2 separate regions of the Sus scrofa genome follow, and region 1 is linked to region 2. Evidence: chromatin contacts called from public HiChIP or PLAC-seq data. All regions are on one chromosome and are shown on one strand. The core of a region is the stretch at or near the end of the contact, and the rest is flanking DNA. Distances in the headings are between cores, read along the strand shown.

Region 1 (6,601 bases), core at 629-3,128, 240 kb before region 2:
GAATTTCATTAGGTCCACTTGGGTCACGAGCCCATCCTTGAACCAAGCTCTGTGAATGGTTTTGGAATGCTGCTGGAATGTTCTGAGGGGTCCGTCCCAAGTCCATCTTTAGCTCTGGGATGGGGCCAACACTTCCTGAAAGACAGAGGGTGAGGGGATGTCACTGAGATGCCAGAAAAAGAGGAATGCTGGGCAGACACAATGTCAGAAGTCTCCTACCAGCATCCTCGTTGTATTAATAAAGAAAGCGATGCTACTTATGCCTCATGGCTTGTGGATCAGCAAGGATGCCAGCCTGGATGGAACATAGTGAGCAAGGGGAGATTATGGGAGAGGAAGTCAGTGAGGAATCGGAGCTGGGCAGGGATGTGGATTGTGTAGCATCTGCACTTCTTGTGGACTATTATAAGAATTTGGGCTTTTGTTCTGAGTGTGATGGAAGGTTCAGAGCAGGGGAGTAAAGTGATCTGATGCAGGATTTATGTATTTATGTATGTATTTATTTATTTATTTATTTATAGGAAGTTCCCCGGCCAGGGAGTGACCCACACCACAGCAGAGACCCAAGCCACATCAGTGACTATGCCAGGTCCTTAACCCACTGAGCCACCAGGGAACTCTTCTGATGTAGGTTTTAAAAAGAATCACTCCAGCTGCTCTGTTATTCAAATGCAAAATATTATATTGCTATAATATGGACATGGGGCCCAGGCTTGGCCAACCAGCATATTCCATACCTCTGGCCAGTGATTGTATCAGGAATTAACTTGTGACCCATATCAGTTCAGCAAGATCCAGTCCAAGTGCTTCTGCTGTAACTCCTGGGAGAAAGAAACTCTTTCCACTAGGGTTGCTAAAGATCTACTTCTTGCCACCAAGAGCCACCACTTAGTAAGAATCTACTTAAGAATGAGGCCTGTGAGGGAAGTATTCCAGCAGAAGTGCCTGGCGTATATCCGGACAAAACTATAATTCAAAAAGATACACGCACCCCTGTGTTCACGGCAGCACTATTCACAACAGCCAGGACATGGAAACAAATGTCCATTGATAGATGAATGGCTTAAGAAGATGTGGTACATATCTACAATGGAATACTACTCAGCCACAAAAAGAATGAAATAGTGGCATATACAGCAACATGGATGCAAGTAGAGATTCTCATGCTAAATGCAGTAAGTCAGAAAGAGAAAGACAAACACCGCATGATATCACTTATATGTGGAATTTAAAATATGGCACGAATGCTTTGGAATGGATAAGCAATGAGATCCTGCTGTGTAGCACTGGGAACTATGTCTAGTCACTTATGATGGAACATGATAATGTGAGAAGAAAGAATGTATACATAGACGTGTAACTGGGTCACCATGCCGCACAGTAGAAAATTGACAGAACACTGTAAACTAGCTATAATGAAAAAAAAAAAAAACAACCACCACACACACACACACACACACACACAATTATGGCACAAGTGAACCCAACTACAGAGCAGAAACACACTCACAGACATAGAGGACAGATCTGTGGTTGCCAAGGGGGAGGGGGTGGGATGGACAGGGAGTTTGGGTTGGTAGATGCAAACTGTTACATTTAGAATGCATAAAGCAATGAGGTCCTGCTGTACAGCACAGGCAACCATAGCCAGTCTCTTGAGATAGAGCGTGATGGAATATAGCATGAGAAAAAGAATGTATGTATGTATATGTATGGCTGGATCACTATGCTGTACAGGAGAAACTGACGCACCACTGCAAATCAACTATAACAGGAAAAAAAAAAAAAAAAAAAAAAGAACAAGGCCAACACAAGGAAGAAAGTCTGACCTTATGACTTCCGTTGACCCCTCGGTCCAGTCACGCCTGAGTCATTCTTGCCCTGGATTTCTCAATTCTGTAAGTCAATATACTTCACTTTTCATTTAAGCCGTTTTGAGCTGGGTTTCTAATACTCACAGCTGAAAGAATTCTGAATGAGAGGACGTGTATATTGACCCCAGAGACAGATGTCAGTGTGGTTTTGAGAGGCCCTTGCTCCTGACGAGCTCCCAGCTGAGTGAGAGAGATGAAGGCCCTGGGCCTCTTTCCCTGTCATTATCTAGATTACAACCTCCTTTGACGCAGAGACAGTCTTTTACCTTTCCGTCCCTCCCCGTAAATGGTGTTCAACTGTTTGCTTGAGGCTGTGACTTCCAACAAGAAAATGTTAAAAATCCAGGGGGGCCGGGAAACCTGCCGGCCTCCCAGGCCGGATTATAGCTGAGCCTCACCCACGCCTCCGTCCCACAGACCCCCGGCCGGCAATTTACCAGGAGGTAAAAGGAGAGCAAACAAGGGAAGCTCTGTCCCTTTCTCTGATTCCAAGGAGGAGCTCACTTGATAAGCTCAGCCCTTGGCCACCTCCGCCATCTTTCATGTTGCCTTGGGTTTCATTTGTGTTCTCTCAGGGGCCCATCCCGCAGCCAATGCTGTCTCCAGAGCACCCCGGTGGCTTCCATCCCAGCCACCTGGGGCCAGGGGGATGAGAAAAGCAGTTTTCCAACCTCTGTCTTAACAGCAGACTTGGGCGGGAGCCCGCTGACCCAGGGACTGGGGATAGGATTACAGGATCTGTCACCCTCATCTGCCACCTTGGCCTCCCTAAAAGGTGTGTCTTTGTGCAGACGAAGAGGGGGAAGGGCCCCACATGCCTCTCTAGTCCCCAGGGGTGATCGAGCACAGAGGGGAGCTGGATATATTATTATGAACCATCTGATCCTGCTGTGCCCCAGTTCCCATGTCTGGTGCAGGAGGCTCCGCACAGCCTACCCACCGACCACCTGCACCCCCCGCATCCCCTCTCCCCCTCTCCTCCAGGAATCTAAGCTCATACCTCCAACCTGTTCCCTTCACCCGCCAGGCGCTTTGAGAACCCCCTGGCTTTTTGCCTCTGCTGTGCCTTCTGCCTGCGTGTCCCTTCCCCCATCCTTGCTTGGTGAGCTCCCATTCATTCCTCAAGATCTAGCTCAGGTGTCACAAGGTGACAATGCCAATCCCTCCCCTGCCTGTTCCTCTATGCCAATTGGCAAACACATCAGGATTTGTCTCTTCTGTGCTTTGTTCAAACTCCATGTCAACGGATTCTCAAGATTTGCTATTCGAGGCACGCTTTTGAAGCTCTGAGTTTTCAGCCGCACACCTGAATGGAGAAAATCATATCTGGAATCATCACCCGATTTACACAGCATCTACCCTGGCCCTGATTCGGAGCCACGTGCCGCCCTGACCTTGTTCTCTTACGTGCTCACGAAGCCATTTCTGCCCAGTCACATCCATGTGCGATCCTCCTCTAGCACCAGCTCGTGGTCACACCACCCTCCCCTTTTATCCACCTTCCCAACACAGATCAGCTTCAGTCCCTGCAAACCCAGCCCCTGCCAACCGCCCAGGCTCATCTCACACAGTTTCCCGACCTCCATCCCCTGCTCTGCCTCACCACCCAGGAATACTTTCTCCACCTCTGATGCCCAAGCCCTCTCCAGCTTCAGGCGAGGCTTTCCCATGCGCCCTTCCCTCTCTTCCCTTGTTCTTTGCCTAATTCCCACTCTGCCTTCAGGTTTCTCCTGGAAGGGCAGTTCCTCAAGAAGCCTTCTCTGAGCCCCGTCTACGGGAAACTCCCTGGTGACACACTCACGGCTCACCTGTCACTACGTCAGTTGAGCGTAGCAATCACCGTTGTCCTCAGTGTATGCCAGGATTCTTCTTTCCTTTCTCGAAATCCTTGTGATTGAGGCTCACGTCCCCCTCCAGCATCCAACTCATAGATTGATGGAGAAGATATCCCGTAGGTACCAACCCTCCAACGAGCATGTCCTGCCGTGTTTCTTAACTGCCTCAAGAGAGACTCCTTGTTATTTTGGCTTAATTGTAAGTGAATGGAGGGTGAAGGTTTTCCCTCTAAATCGTGTCTCCCAAAGCTCCCAACACAAGCCTGGTCATAGTGAATACTCCCTTTCCTTTTCCTAAAACGCACTCACTCTCAACACACACACACGGACCACCCATCTCCTTCTCTGTGGTCCCAGAGAATAGGTATAATGGGCTGGTAATAAGTCTGGGGGTACACCTGGATGCCCCCTTTCTTTGGCCATGTGGAATTTCCCAGGCCAGGAATCAAACCTGCGCCAAAGCAGCAATGCAAGCTGCTGCAGTGACAATGTTGGATCCTTAACCCACCAGGGGAACTCCTGGATCCCTCCTTTATAGAGGCAGCCTCCTTGTAATGAAAATCATTTTTGGAAAGTCCTGGGTTTGAATCCTGGCTCAGTATTGATGAGGTGGGTAAGCCCGCAAGATCTTGGGTGAGCATCCTAACCCTAGATTCCTCACTTACAAAACAGCAAGGCAAAAAGCCTAATTATGGGGTCAATGAAATTGTTAAATGGCTAGATACTTGTAATTGTCATGTGAAAATACATATAGTATGAGCTCATTGTGCAAAATAAAAACCTTTTGTGTGTGTATGTGAAAGTGTGGGAAAAAGTCGGACGGGACTCAACTCAAAGTGATGGGGGCGGGGATGGAGCAGATGTTGAAGGAGTTTCCTTCCTTGTTAGGCTTTTATACTTTCTTGTTTGAATTTTTAATGCAACTGCACCCGCGTATCACTGGTTGTGGTAGACCAGGTTATTGCTGAGCAAAGCAGTATCCTTTCTTCCTGCACTTCTGGAGGGGCGGGGGGTGGGGGAATGCAATTCTCCATCTCTTGGCTTTGTCCTTGGCCATGTTACTGGCTTTGGCCAATGGGATATTAGTGAACATGGTGTAAACAAAGGCTTGAAATGTGCTGGTTGGATTGGGCTAGTCTCCTGTGCTCCTTCCTGCATTTCACCATGAGAAGAATGTACCCCGGGTAGCCTGCTAGTCTCCAAAAAAATGAATGACACGGGGTTGGGGGGGGGGTGGAGTATCTAAATCAAGCCCCCTGCCCAGAGACCCAGCTGAGATCATGAGATCCATCGTAGCTCCTGACCCCAAATCCACAGATAAATGAGAGTTTATCCGGAGATAAATGAGAGTTTGTTCTATAGCAAAAGCTCTCTTATTCACTTGTGTTATACTTTTTAAAACAATCTTTCTCAGAGTTCCCGTCATGGCTCAGTGGTTAGACAACCCGACTAACATCCCTGAGGACGTGGGTTCCTTGGCTCGGATCTAGCGTTGCTGTGCCTGTGGTGTAGGCCGGCAGCTTCAGCTCCAATTAGACCCCTAGCCTGGGAACCTCCATATGCTGCGGGTATGTCCCCCCCCCCAAAAAAAAGCTTTTCATGTTCCTCTTTATTCCATTTTTCATTGAAGTAGAGTTGAAGTATATAGTACTGTATATATTACAGCTGTACAATATTGTAGTTCACAGTTTTTAAAGGTTATAGTTATTATGAAATATTAGCTATGTTCCCCGTGATATACAATATATCCTGTAACTTGTTTCCTGCTTAATAGTTAGTGCCTTTAATCCTCCTACCTGTGTGTATTGCCCTCCTCCTTCCCTCTCCCCACCGGGCACCACTGGCTTGTTCTCTGTATCTGTGAGCCTGCTTCTTTTTTGTTATATTCAGTCGTGTGTTGTATTTTTCAGATAAGTGATATCATACTTGTTTTATTTTTTAAAGAGAAAAAATCTCCATAGAAAAATATTAAATCAGGAAAACAGAGTGCCAAGCAAACAGCTATTTAATAAATGCTGGATCCTCTTTCATCCCCTAACCCTCCTTCTAGGGCTGGTTTAGAAGACTCCAGAAGCCCTTCAGGGCTCTGATTTGTGTGTGTGTGTGTGTGTGTGTGTGTGTGATTTTGTCTTTTTAGGGCTGCACCTGAGGCATATGGAGGTTCCCAGTGGAGGGGTCGAATTGGAGCTATAGCTGCCTGCCTACGCCACAGTCACATCAACACCAGATCTGAGCTGTGTCTGCGACCTACACCACAGCTCACGGCAATGCCGGATCCTTAACCCAGTGGGTGAGGCCATGGATCGAACCTGCAACCTCATAGTTCCTAGTTGGATTCATTTCCAATGCGCCACGGCAAGAACTCCTGGGGCTCTGATTTAAATAGGTTGCTCTTCCCCATGGCACACTTTTTTCTTTTTAGGGCCACACCTGTGGCATATAGAAGTTTCCAGGCTAGAGGTCAAAGTGGAGTTGCAGCTGGCTGGCCTATGCCACAGCCACAGCAAGGTGGGATCCAAGCCGCATCTGCACTGCAGCTGGTGACAAAGCCAGATCCTTAACCCGCTGAGCGAGGCCAGGAATGGAACCTTCATCCTCATGGGTAAGAGTTGGGTTCATCTCTGCCGAGTCACAATGGGAACTTCCCCCAATGCACTTTGCAGCCACCATTTATTTCCTTCTATCTTGCAAAATATTTAGCTCTTTTCATGTCTGTCTCACCCAGTAGAAGACAGTCTAGTCAATCTAGTCGTATAAACACAATGTAAGTACAAAGGAATCATTTTACATGTGTGTGCAACTTACACAGATCTAATTATAGGTGCTCAGTGGAAAAAAAAAATCAGTGTAATGAGTATGGATGATTCTGTCCACTGTTCTTGAGTAAATGAA
Region 2 (6,887 bases), core at 3,310-5,809:
CTCTTTAACCAGGTAGGACCTTTATCCCAATCTTGGCCTGACCTTGAGTTCTGCCCATCACCCCTGGTCAGAACCCATACACCAGGAGCCAGGGCAGGGGGTGTGGGTCACGGGTCCCTGTGGGTCAAGGGTCAGGACCTGGAGGACCCTGGGAGCCACACTAACCTACAACTTGCTGCCACCCAGGTGGACTCCATCCACGCCCTCCTCAAGGGACCCATCATGAGCAGGGCTTTTGAAGAGACCAAGCATTTCCCCATGGATCACAGCTTGCAAGGTGAGCAGACAGGTATCCCCAGGCAGGGCCACGGGTGACATCCAGCATCCAGCAAAGAGAGCCTGCGATGGGGGACGTGTGCTGGATGGGGTCAGCCCTCCCCCACGCCCCCGCCCCTGGGCCATGTTCTCAGCTTTGCCTCTCGCCTTCCAAACGGCCATGGGCTGGTCCAGGGACAGTTAGCAGGTTCAGCCCATGAGCCAGAACTAGCTCATGGCCTGTTTTTGTACAGACTGTAAGCCAGGAATGATTTTTCATTATAATGAGTTGTCACAACGAAAGAAAGAAAGAATGTATATGTGCCAGAGGCAGCATGCCCTGCCCAGCCTTAATCAGTCCCTGTGTGACCCTTTACGGAAAAAGTGTGCAGATCCTTGGCTGCTCCCTGAGCCTTTCAGCGCCTCCGTCTGTCCATCTGTAACACGAGGTTAAGGACTGGAGCGGAGTTGGCTGAACCTCAGACCCTCCAGCCCTTTTATCACTTTAGGCATAGTCAGAGACAGTCACAGATCTACTGATGTTACATTTGCTCAACAATATTCATTTACTGCCTATATTTTATTGATAGAACTTGTCTGAAACAATGTCTCCCTTTAAAAAAATGTAATTTTGAAAGGAACTTATTAAACTCCCTGGAAATGGAAAAGCAGTACAACGTGCCATAAAATAATGATGACCATAAGGATAAATCCAATGGAAAGAACAACAAAAATGTGCTTGTGCTGTAGTTGGGCCACTGTTGCCTGCCCAGAGTTCTTTGTTCTTTATTCATGAGGGGGATTAGTGCATTAAAGTGCTAAGGATTTACCGCACCAAACTGGGACTTTCTCTTTGAAATGATTGTGAGAGAAGGATTTGACATTTATGTCATTCTACCTACTTTTCCGCACATTTTCCCATCCATCCGACTCTCCATCCATCCACCCGTCTGTCCTTCCATCAGTTCATCCTTCCATCCATCCTTCCACTCATTCACCTACCCACCCACTACCGTGCCCTTATCTCTGCAGCCTCCCACCACCCACTTACCCCCACCCACTTACCCGCCGTCCCCATCTGCTCACCCACCCGTGCATCCATGTGTTCATACATCCAGTAAATAATGCCCAAGAACCAGCTTGTGCCAGGCCTTGTGCTGGCACTGGGGACCATGACACTGCCCCTGACCCCAGGGAGCTTCCACTTGGGTGCAGGAGATAGGAAAGAAACAGGTAGTCTCCTAATAAGGCAGGGAGTGGTACAGAGTTGGGCTGCCCTCCTGCTGTCTCAGGAGGTCCTGGGATGGACCGTAGAAAGTGGAAACATCAAACCCAGAGGCAACCAAACCGCAAATATCTCAAAAACCTGGGACTTTGTAATGGAAGAGGCCAAAGGAGCAGGGGCCTGCGTCTGCCTGTCTGGGGCTAGGTTCAAGTCCCAGCTCTGTCACTACCCTGCTGTGTGACTTCAGGCAAGTCACTTTCCCACTCTGTGCCTGGACACCCTCCTCTGTGCCGGGAAAAGGTTACACTAGGTTACAGCTCATGTACCAGCTTGACTGGTTGTGGCTATGCAGAGGTGGTTCCTGAGAATCCTTCTGTCACTACCTTCAGGCAAAAGAATGCTGTGATTGATTTGTGAGGTCTGGTTGGTTGTACCTCTTAGGGGTCACTGCCTCAGCCTAGCAGGAAGCAGTGCTAAGATTGACTAGCGATGTCTGCCACAGGTGTGCTTCCATGAATTAGTGGCAGGCTTATCATGTATTTGCCGTCTGTGGACCAGTTAATACCCAAGAGTCCTGCAGCATCCTTGATCTAGGATTCTGAGCTTTGGAATCTAGTGGTGGGACAGAGGCCTTTGTGCCACCATTTCCCAAAGCTACCTAACTGTCCCTTTCCTGCTCTCGTGTCCCTTTCCTGCCCCAGAGTTCAAACAGAAGGAGGAGTGTACAATCCGTGGCCGGAGCTTGATCCAGATCAGCATCCAGGAGGACCCCTGGAACCTCCCCAATTCCATCAAGACCCTGGTGGACAACATCCAGAAATATGTGGAAGGTCAGTCGGGCAGAGAAGGATGCGACGTGGAGGTTTTGTGGTGTTCGGTTCCTAAAGAGGAACATGGAAGAGTCAGGAATGCCCCCCCCCCGCCCCCTGTGGCCCTGGCGCTCCAGGTGCAGTGAGAGGACGCGAGCCAGTGCCCCTCTCCCAGACGTGTCCTGCCCTGGGCGGGGCCTGGGACAGTTCGGGAACCACGGATGTGGGGTGCTGGGGACTTCCTTGCAGAGTCAGGAGGCTGGGAGGCCTTCCAAAAATTGTGGATTTCATTCATTTCTTTTGTTCATTATCAAGGTTACAAGTTGGGGCCGGGGGTGGAGGTACAGGTCCTGACTCAGGCCCATAGTTAGGTTTTTGATGCTGCGGTGTTGAAAAATGAGAATCTGCTGCCAGCGTTTATAATCCAAGATCCCACATAAAAGCTGTCTTTCTGGCTATTCTCGAACAATCAGAAGATCTGGTGATAACCGGCTCGCAATCCCACATTCACACTTGGCTGGAGCTGAGTGGTGGCTCCAGCTTGAGGTGGAGGAGGGGTGCCTTCCAATCCGCGTGGTTCCCACCACGCCCTGCGGCCTGGGCTCTGCATTACCTGCCTGGCCCTTGGCAGCATTTGAACCTGGAACTCCTGAGTTAGAAGGACCCAGGCCAGGGAGACATTTAACCAGGTCAGCTAGGCCATGACCCCAGGAACAGCACCCTCTGAGTAGGAGGGGACATCTTTGCTGGCCCTGAGCTGTCCTATTTTCCAAACTGCCATTGGTTAAGAGCATAGGCTCTGGAGCCAGATGGCCAGTGCTGGAACCCCAGCTCTCCCACTTATTGGCTGTGTGACCTTGGCAAGTTCCTTGACTTCTCTGTGCCTCAGTCTCTTCATGGGTTCACAAGGCTACCCCCCTCAGGGTTCTCGTGAGAATTAAATGAGCCAATGCAAAGAAGATGCTTAGCGCCCTGCCTGGCGCTGGTAAATCTCAGTGAGTGCACGTGGCTGTTGTCACCACACCCAGCCCTGCGTCTTGGCGCCTCCCCAGGACAGAATGTATTTCCAGAGGCCAAATCCAGAAGCCTTTCAGATTTTTCTTTTAAGCCCCTTCTGGGCCCAAGGGCCTTTATTTGAAGGAAGGAGACCAGGATGTGAGACCTGCATCTGGCAGGTGTGAGCTTTGTCTCCACGCGGGTAGGGCTTGGCCGTGTAGGATGTGACTACTGAGCATGCGTGTGAACGTATGTGACCTGAGTGGGCGCCCACGTGAATGTACATAGGTGTGTCAGTGTGTGCCCATGCACAGGTACAAGGTGCAGCTGGGGGGCTCTGGCCCAGGAGTTGGAGGGGTGGGTTTCAGTCCCCGTTTGGCGGGTGTATGTAAACAGGTGGGGTGCAGCTCACAGTTGAGCTTCCATCCCCCGAGGTCTGGGGGTTTCTGGAATCCGCCCAACGTCAATCAAAGCTTCTTGAGCATGACTGTGTGTACCCACTGTCACCACTGAGGAGTCAGAGCCCGAGGGCTGTGGGGAGGGCCCAGCTCTGTTCCCTCCTGCTCACCGCTCACTGCTCTCATCCCATCTCCCTTCTCGGTCCTTCTCCTTCCAGATGGAAAGAACCAGCTGCTCCTGGCCTTGCTGAAATGCACAGGTGAGGGCTTTTGGAAGGGCACCTGTGGTGTGCACCCACTCACGGCTGCTGGCTCTCATGACTGCAGCCCAGGGAGGCCTCTGCTGGCCAAGGTTGACCTTCCTGAGGTCATTGGGGCCTGCACGGGGGAGGCAACACGGTGGCCTCTTGCTCCTCCAAGAACTCCTTAGACCTCACTTCTTCCCCTTGTGTCCAGGGGACCAGTCTCAGGGTCCCGGAGCCAGCAGCAATGTCTCTTGCCGCCTCCCAGGCCTTGGCGATCGGGACGGGGACACGGGATAGTGCACCCTTGATTAGGGAGGCTCTTCCCTCAGCTGGGGGCTTCCTCCCCAGCAGACAGAGGGGAGCAGGGGGGTTCATGGTGGGCGAGGACAGTCTTGGAACATTGGAGGTGTTTTCAGACCCTCCTTTCCTTCCAGAAGTTCTCAGACAAGCAGCAGCTAGAATAGGATTGAGGTCAGAATCGTCTGAAAACCCATGGCCAGATTCAGTCATTGAAAATAATCCCTTCCAGGAGGTTGGGACCCTGAATGACTGCCCCCAGTTGGCCAGTCCTGGAAATCATGTCACGAGCAGGCGGCAGGGAAGTGGGGGTGGAGGGCATGACGGGAAGAAGACGTAGTTGTCAAAATAGAGGAAGCGGTAAACTGCATTTCCTAAAACATGGAGCTTGGCATCACTGTCATTCTCAGGCAAGGCCGAGAAATTTCCTAACAAATGGAGAAACAGCTGAGGGTCAGGGTTTGGGGAGAGCCTTTGGAAAATTACAAGTTTTTTTTTTTTTTTTTAAATAGGCAGACGGGTCATTCAGAGTTGAGTTTCTTAGCAAATTGGCTTGATTTTGGAGAGTTGATGTTTATGGAATTGGCCTTGGGGCCTGGGATGAATTAATTTTGGCAGGTTGGCCCCAGAGAGGTGGTTGGGTCTGGGAAAGGGGGCGTTTCTGGGCCCTGAGGTCACAGGAGCCCTGCCCGGCGGGGTCCTGCCCCCTCTGCCCACAGACACAGAGCTGCAGCTGCGAAGGGACAGCATCTTCTGCCAGGCCCTGGTGGCCGCCGTGTGTACCTTCTCTGAGCAGCTGCTGGCAGCCCTGAGCTACCGCTACAACAACAACGGCGAGTACGAGGAGAGCGGCCGGGACGCCAGCCGCAAGTGGCTGGAGCAGGTGGCGGCCACCGGTGTCCTCCTGCACTGCCAGTCCCTGCTCTCGCCAGCCGTGGTGAGTAGGGGAGGGGGCGGGCTTGCTCACCCAGTTCATTCATTCAGCAGTTATTTATCCAGCGCCACTGTTACAGGCCCTGGGGACCCAACAAGGGACAAAACAGAGAGGTTTTGTAGGTGGTCTTATATCCTAGTTTTGGGAGGCAGACATAAGCAAGTGAGGAAGAGGAATGGTATAGACCAGTGGTTGTTACCAGGACAGTTTTACCCCTGGGGACACTCAGCAGTGTCTGGGGGCATTTTGGGTTGTCACAACTACGGGAAGGGGTCGGGGGCTACTGGTGTCTGGTGTGTAGAGCCAAGAATGCTGCTAAACCCCCTGCAGCACACAGGATGCTCAGCCCGCCCCCCAGCACAGTTACCTGCCCCAGGTGTCAAGAGTGCTGCAGTTGAGAAACCCTCATACTTAGTGATAAGGGGAAAAATTAAGCTGGGAAGAGAATGAGAAGGTCTGGGGTGGTGGCAGTTGAAAGTTTCCATAAGGCAGCCAGTGAGGGCCTCCCTGAGAAGGTGACATCTGACCTAAGTGCAGGAGGGGAGGGCTGAGCCAGGAGGACACAGGGGAGGAGCCTTCCAGGCAGAGCAGCAGCTGCAAAGGCCCTGAGGCAGGAACTTGCACACAGTGTTTGGGACACAGTGAGGTGCCCATTGTGGCTGCAACAGAGCCAGGGGAGGGGAGGAGGGAGGGGAGTCCTCACTGGGGTCTGACTGTGCGGGTCTCACCGGCTGTGGTTGGAGTTTGGCCGTTACTCTGAGTGGGTGGGAGCCGGGGCAGGTTTTGAGCAGAGGAGGTCCAGGATCTGACTTTGACACTTAAAGGATCCTGCAGGCTGTGACGTGGGGAAGCTGGGAGGCCAGTGAGCAGGCTTCTGTGATCATCCAGGTGTACTTCCTCGGTGCCTATAGCATCTCGTGGAGTCCTCGAAGTGGCCCCAAGGCAGGTGCTTACCACCTGCGCAGTTTTTAAGGATGAGAACACTGAGGCCCAGGGAGCCAGGTGTGCCCCTAGGCCCAGTGCCCCTAGGCTGCCCTGCTTTCTCTGCATCTCCTCTTTTGCTCCGAGTGCCCTACCTGTTCAGGGCTCAGAATCAGGATGGGTCCCTTTGGGCCCTGCGCTTTCTAGGCACTGCTACCCAGAGCCAGTGCCCCCCACAAATACAGCCAGCAGCAGTGTTTGCTCTGTGCTTTTTGCCTTGCCACCGTGTGCCCAGGCCTGAGCTTCCCGCACCTCTGCAGCCCTGAGCCTCTTGGAACAGGCTGGGCCGGGCTGGAAGCCATAGCTGCGGGCAGGTGGGGACAGTGTGCCCTTGGTGCAGCCTCTGCTGGCTGATGTTGCAGATGGGCACCTGCCTGGTGGAGACCCCCCCCCCCCCGTCACTTGGTTCGTGGAAGCCCCAGCCCTCACTTCCCCCTTCTCAGATGAGGATACTGGGCCCAGTGTGTTAATTCACCGACTCCAGGATGTGCGGGCCCTGAGCTGGGTGCGGGGGCTGAAGCTGACTTCCTTGTTGGGGGAAGAGGGAGGAAAGCTGGAAAGAAGGGAGGTTGTGCAGAAGATTTAGAGGCTGATGGGGTGTCTTTGGATTTAAATGGTCAGAGATGGCTTCTCTGAGGGGGTGACAGAGAGGCAGCTTCGAAGCTGAGACCTGAGTACAAAGACCATTAGCTTGGTAAATGGTCTGAGGAAGAGTGTGCCAGGCAGAGGGAACAGCGCGTGCAGAGG

Evidence for each region. HiChIP or PLAC-seq counts read pairs in DNA pulled down with a chosen protein or histone mark.
Region 1: a contact with region 2 is called in an H3K27ac HiChIP or PLAC-seq map of alveolar macrophages. The contact joins two enhancer-like sites. A contact is called at or near these places in 1 of 47 Hi-C or Micro-C datasets (embryonic fibroblasts) and 1 of 2 datasets of contacts at active chromatin or transcription factors (alveolar macrophages).

What each region holds. Positions count from the first base shown.
Region 1 is chr17:50,596,923-50,603,523 of Sscrofa11.1, reverse strand. It overlaps the pseudogene LOC110257393. Among named protein-coding and RNA genes, the nearest start is that of ARFGEF2, 32 kb to the left of the region's middle. Within about 2 kb of position 1,878, at least 10 of the 83 cell types and tissues checked have an H3K27ac peak or open chromatin away from gene starts, as enhancers often do. A contact at or near this core is called in alveolar macrophages, where this site is marked.
Region 2 is chr17:50,362,788-50,369,674 of Sscrofa11.1, reverse strand. PREX1 (phosphatidylinositol 3,4,5-trisphosphate-dependent Rac exchanger 1 protein) reads left to right here. Exons shown (of 40, transcript XM_021078040.1): 28 at 1-12; 29 at 187-277; 30 at 2,182-2,310; 31 at 3,902-3,943; 32 at 4,945-5,162. Among named protein-coding and RNA genes, the nearest start is that of PREX1, 180 kb to the left of the region's middle. Within about 2 kb of position 4,559, at least 2 of the 83 cell types and tissues checked have an H3K27ac peak or open chromatin away from gene starts, as enhancers often do. A contact at or near this core is called in alveolar macrophages, where this site is marked.